2 separate regions of the Rattus norvegicus genome follow, and region 1 is linked to region 2. A link is a contact called in public Hi-C data. All regions are on one chromosome and are shown on one strand. The core of a region is the stretch at or near the end of the contact, and the rest is flanking DNA. Distances in the headings are between cores, read along the strand shown.

Region 1 (2,875 bases), core at 55-2,554, 160 kb before region 2:
GTGTGTGTGTGTGTGTGTGTGTGTGTATGAAGCATTCCATTGCTAAGCTGCATCTGCAGCCACCCTTCAACTTTTTACCTTTATTTCCTATGAGTGGAGAGAAGAAAATTCTAGCCTAGGGCATGGACTTTCATTCCAGCAGGGAAGCTGTTTGTTTATTTAATGCCCATGTTCTAAAACATCCTTAGCTCCCAACCACTGTGTGAGACAAATGGGTAAACACAATAAAGGGGACCCCTGCAAACTTTGTGGGTCTCACCTTCGAGCCCCGCCGTCCCCAGCCCAGAAGCACACATCTATGTGTGGCATCTAAGTTTCTGCAGAGGAGTAAGTGCCACTCTGTTAGTTGATTTCTTAATTCGTCTCTCCCACCAGACTGTGATTCCCACAGGGCAGGGCCTGGCACCTCTCTCTTCATTCTTGAATATCAGAGACTAGTGTGATGCTTAATACGGAAGTGACTTTGCACGCATGACCTTAGACACACATCCCGGCACGTGAAGGGTCGGGTGAGTGCCTGTGTGATCAAGAGTGGGGTTGTTTAACCATACACTGCTTTGCCTCATTTGAAATTAGTCACCCACTAAAAATAAATAAAATCTAGCAAAACTTTCTTAGAGTAAAAATCCATTAGTGTCAGCAGAGATCTCTTTCCTTAGGATTAATGCTTCTTTTCCTTGAATCTTACAGCTGGCTGCCCACCTCAGGGGAGTGAGTGACAACCTCGAGGAGGAGGGGCTTGGCTCAAGCCCTCAGTCAGTTCCTTGCTGCTACAGCTTTTCCTCCAGGCCACTCGAACCTTACTGAACATCCGTAGACATTCTTGGGTCTACATTCACTCTCCCGAGGGGAGGAAAGAAAGCAGAGAAGCCATGCCTGGGTGGGAACATCTTTGCCTAGATGAATCTTTACATATCTAGCAGGGTGTCTTAGTTCAGTGGTTAAGGGCATTGGCTGCTCTTCCAGAGGAACCAGATTCTCAGCGCTCACAAGGCATCTTGAAACCATCTGTAACTTAGTTCCACGGGATCTGATACCATGATCTGGCCTGTGCAAGCATCATGGGATATAATCTGTACACAGATAAACACGTAGGCAAAAATACCCATACATATAAGGCAAAAAAAATGAATTTTTTTAAAAGTTAAATTAAGAAGAAGAAAAAAAAATGCTAGGCAGAGATGAGTTGCATTACAAGACTCAGACAGCAGAGGGCAGCAGAGGCTCACTGTCTTGGGCTATTCAGGATGACAACCATTTTTTTTTCCTCTCAAAGCCTTGCTTTTCCCAAGCTGAGTCACTATAGGCCAAGGGCCTTGCAACCCAGTTGTCATTTCAGGAAAATGCTATTGATTCTCCCATCGCAGCCGAGGCAACAGGCTCAGGACACTTTACAAGAATTAAGCAGGCCACCGCTCTGATGCTCGAGCCCGTGTTATCACCCACCAAGCTCAGAAAGCCTCTAAGCTACAAAATTAGGCGTAGGCACTGCTGAAACTCCACCAGTAGCTCCTCGGGGCCTTGGTGCAGACTATGCTTCATCATGGCCACTCACATGGACATGACATTCACAGGCAGGCTTACCAACAATTGAGGCTACTGTAACCACTACCTTAAGGCAATACTCTTGCTGTGACCCCCTCATGTACAGCATCTAGAGGCTGGATCCCTCTCACACCAGCTGCACAGTGGTATTCTAAAGAACATCTTCCCCCCATTTTTATTAGATATTTTCTTTATCTACATTTCAAATGTCCTCTCTCTTCTCTTCTCAGTTTCCCCTCCAGAAACCCCCTATCCTATCCTCCCACCCTCTGCCTCCTTGAGGGTGCTCCCCCACCCACCCACTCCCTCCCGCCTCCCACCTCCCCACCCTGGCATTCCCCTACACTGGGGCATGAAGCCTTCGAGGACCAAGAGCCTCTCCTTCCACTGATGCCCGACAAGGCCATCGTCTGCTACATATGCGACTGAAGCTATGGGTCACGCCATGTGTACTCTTTGGTTGGTGGTTTAGTCCCTGGGAGCTCTAGGGAGTCTGGTTGGTTGATACTGTTCTTCCTATGGGGTTGTCCCCCTCTAAAGGACATCTTATCAGGTAGATTGAGTTCAGCCCTAGAGAGCCAGCTTCTGCAGAGAAGGGTCAAGTGCCTTCATGAGAAGCCCACCATGAAGTAGCAGCTGTGGCTGAACCCGAGGGTCACAGCTCAGTTGCTTCTGTCTTTGCTCACATCTTGCATTGTGAAGACAGACAGGCCTTACATGTCCATGGAAGAGTTCGTTTCATTTACTTCAACATAAATTTATTAAATGTAGATGAATACTCTCAAATGCATAGCTTAGGAGAAAAAAAATGTTTTTGAAGAAATATTTAAATGGAATGAACCTAGCCTTGCCGATCAAACTGCGGTTGGTAAACCTGACGGAGAGAGCACACGGGTGCCTAAGTGCATTCCCCGTCTAATGAAGCTTAAAATGAAACTGACCTCACACACAGGTGATGCTTTCTGCCTGTCGAACAGGAGCAGAAGCACCCGGGTAGACCACCTGCAGCTCAGACGCACAGCAGGCACGCATCTCACTTCCCCAACGCAGACTGACCAAATCGGATTTTGTCTTCTCCTCTGACTCGGTTTCCTTTCCTTTCCCCACTCATTCTTCCTGCTCCCCAAGGCCAGCTTCACTGCCTCTTACAATGATGCCGTCCAGCAAAACCACTGGTTTTGAAGCACATCCCTATTGCCTGAAAGGCAAACCTGGCCAGGAGCCTTCTTGTCTCTGTGGGAAAGGGTTAGCCCGAGCACATAGCTTCACACTCAAGGGCTTTCCTGCCCCTTCTCCCCAAGAAAACGCCCCCAAAGATTCCCAGAGAAAA
Region 2 (3,071 bases), core at 273-2,772:
ATCACATGACTCTGCTCAAGGCACTTTTCCTGCTAAACCTTGGTTTCCCCTCTGGCCTTGTCCCCTGACCCCTTCCTTTTCAGGATCTAGTACTGAGGATGCACTCGAAGGCCTCACACATGTTAAGCAAGCACCCTACCTCTGAGATACTCCTCCAGTCCTCTGATCTCAGTTTTGCTCTTTAACTGTGAGACAGTCTAATTGGATTTTCAATTCCCAGCATTCTGAAATCCAACCTTTAATGGCTTTAATGCCAGAAGGCTCCACGCATGTGCTTCTGGAAGAGCCCACCAGGTGGCGATAGCGGCCACAGCATTCCAGGAGAGCTGCCAAAGGTAACTGGAGGGCAAGCCTGCCTGCCTGCCTTATCCGGCTCTGCATTTCAGAGATGCTTGCTGCTCCATCTCTTCTCTCTTTTTAGAGACAGGGCCTTGCTATAGCTCAGGCTGTCCTGGAATTTGCTGTGTAGCCCATGATAGCCTCCAGTTTCCAATTGTCCTATGTCAATCTCCTGAGTTCGAGGAGGTCCCCCAGGTCCCATTCAAACTGCAGCTTCTAGTCCAGGTGTGGATTGTTCAGGATACAGGCAGGGTCGGCTTCTAGAATGCTTTTATGTCTGGGGCAGCAGTAACAAAAATATCTGTCCCTGTTACCTAGAGATGGGCAGGGCTAATGGCCTGCCAGGCTATGAAGAAGGGACGATCTGTATTGGTACATCTCTGGAATGCACCAGGCAGAGTCAGGAGCCATGAGATTGCCTGGCACTCATGTGATTGCCAGGTCACATGAGACCATGGGGCTACTAGAAATCCTTGTGGGCAGCCTCAGCCATATCCTGGTTGTCCCAAAGCTGAGAAATAACCATGGTGAGATGACCTCTGTCCCCAAAGTGGCCCATTACTGTGCAGTAGCTAGGTCCGTGTTCAGTGCCTCCTTTGGTTCTTGCAATAAGCTTATATGCTATAACATCCTATCCTATAGATAAGGCTACTGGGGCTGAGAGGAGGTTGCCAAGGTTACTGATGGAAAAAGACCCAACTTCTGTATTTGAAGTTCCAAACTCCAGTCTTCAGAAGACTTTCAACTGGGCCAGTGTACAAAGGGCAAAGGGCATGGGTGAGGAATAAGTAGGGGAGGACTGAACTAGGAAGTAAGGGTGTCAAAGGTCATCAGGAAAGGATTCATTCCAGGAGCCAGTTCAAGTTTTATTTAGCCTTTTGCTTCAGTCAGTACCCTAAAGCCTGTCATTGACTCTCAGAACAGGGCAGCGCAAGGGGAATCATCATGGCTTCCAAAGCCGTAATAGTGGTGGTGGTAGGGTGGTGGTACATGAGTCCCCTAAGTGTTATTTTCTAGCTAAATGACCTTGAGCACCTAACTCTCTCTTGCAATGTTCTCTCACCATTTAGGTGTGAGTAAATGAAGAGAGTTCTTAGCCACCACCCTTATTCCAACAGCTACCTCCTAGGAGGGCCCCAGGGGACAGAACCTAAGCTACCAAGGTCCCAGGATGGCCCTGGGCTTTGGCAGACAGTCAACAAGACTGGGGGAGCCTAGCAGAGATCTCGATCATCCGAGCAGTAGAAGTGTTTTCCTGTCATCTCTGCTGCCTTAAAAACCCTTCAGAAGAGCCACCATGGGCTGGTGTATCCCTGGGACTTCCAGTCTAGGGGCTGAGCTCTCTCCTCACAGGTCCCCTGGAGGCTGCCCAGCAAACCAGTCTCTCTGTGGACTCCACCCTCTGAGTCTGGGATTAGGACCCAGGTTTGGGGACTCTCTCTATGTTATCTGTGGATGCCACTGTCCTCCATTTGCAGCTCTCTCCCAAGTTCCCAGTTAGGAAAAGCTGTCATCCGCTTCTGGTCTCCATATTTCCCGAGAAATGGAGCAGATGGAGTTATCTTTCATCTCCCACATCTGTTCCCCACATTTAAGATCCACATCTAAAAAAACCTGAGAACCCAGCCCAGACAAATCTGATCCGCTCTGGGTAGATCCTCAGACGAATGCGGAGGCCAGGCAGTGCCACAGGGTGCAGAAAGCCTACTTCACAGAGAGAGACGGAGACTAGGAGCAACTCCTCAGATGGCTCTGATCTCTCTGAGTCTGTGGTAGTGGTTCCTCCCAGGAAGAGGTCTCCTCCAAAAGACAAGCTTCTAGATACACAGAGTTTTGCGTTCAAAGCACCCAAGTTTTTATTTAAGCCTTCTGGCCTATGAAGTTCTGTATTAGACATTCCTACCCACTCGAAACCACGAGTTCACCAAACACAGTTGCTCACATAATCATCTAAATTGTTCTTTGGTTGCTGGGGCAGTGTCCTCAATGGGTACCTCTTCCTTGAATGTCAGATTGCTGCTGGCTCCCCCATCCACCATGGCTTGAGCTGTCAGTGCCGACTTATTTTCTCTCTTCTGATCAGATACTTTGGATCCATTGGCTTCAGAAATCAGATGAGTATTAGCTAATAGGCCTCATTCACGGTGCCAATATGCCAATCAGGCTTCTTGCTAAGAGCTTTCCCTGCATGGTTTTACTGAACCCTCTGCAGGTTCAGATAAGGAAATGACTCTCTGCACGAGGGTCACCTAAGGAGCAAGATGGTTCTCAAACCTAGTTCTTCTTACTCCAAGGCCTCTAACTTCCATCACTAGCTCTTACCCCTTCACACTGTGGTTCACGGCTTGGGTTTTCAAATGGTCAGACCTTCCCTCTCTCTTCTTGCCATAGCATTCTCCCTATAAGGAAGATGCTAACACCTGACTTTCTCAGCACCTTGGGTAAGCCATGAATATATCCTCCTAGTAAAGTACTGGCTGGTGACAAGCAGCATGGAGGCCGATGTTTGAAAGAGGCCAGTTGGGGGGCTGGGGATTTAGCTCAGTGGTAGAGCGCTTACCTAGGAAGCGCACGGCCCTGGGTTCGGTCCCCAGCTCCGGAAAAAAAAAAAAAAAGAAAGAGGCCAGTTGGCAGGAAGACACCAGAATCTCTTTCCCACCTTCATACAACAGAGGGGACGTGCTCAGGAAGAGCCCATGATACGCAAATGTGAGAGAGTTGTGTGGTACATA

Evidence for each region. A called contact is a pair of places that touch in the nucleus more often than the background predicts.
Region 1: a Hi-C map of the Rat2 cell line shows a contact between it and region 2, with 6 times the contacts expected there. The contact joins two enhancer-like sites. A contact is called at or near these places in 7 of 12 Hi-C or Micro-C datasets (the A7r5 cell line, the Rat2 cell line, frontal cortex and 3 more).

What each region holds. Positions count from the first base shown.
Region 1 is chr1:108,274,265-108,277,139 of GRCr8, reverse strand. The region is part of intron 6 of Nav2 (neuron navigator 2); the gene reads right to left. Among named protein-coding and RNA genes, the nearest start is that of Nav2, 180 kb to the right of the region's middle. Within about 2 kb of position 1,304, at least 17 of the 93 cell types and tissues checked have an H3K27ac peak or open chromatin away from gene starts, as enhancers often do.
Region 2 is chr1:108,118,057-108,121,127 of GRCr8, reverse strand. All of the region lies in intron 1 of Nav2 (neuron navigator 2), which reads right to left. The region is part of intron 2 of LOC134483134 (a long non-coding RNA gene); the gene reads left to right. Among named protein-coding and RNA genes, the nearest start is that of Nav2, 25 kb to the right of the region's middle. Within about 2 kb of position 1,522, at least 8 of the 93 cell types and tissues checked have an H3K27ac peak or open chromatin away from gene starts, as enhancers often do.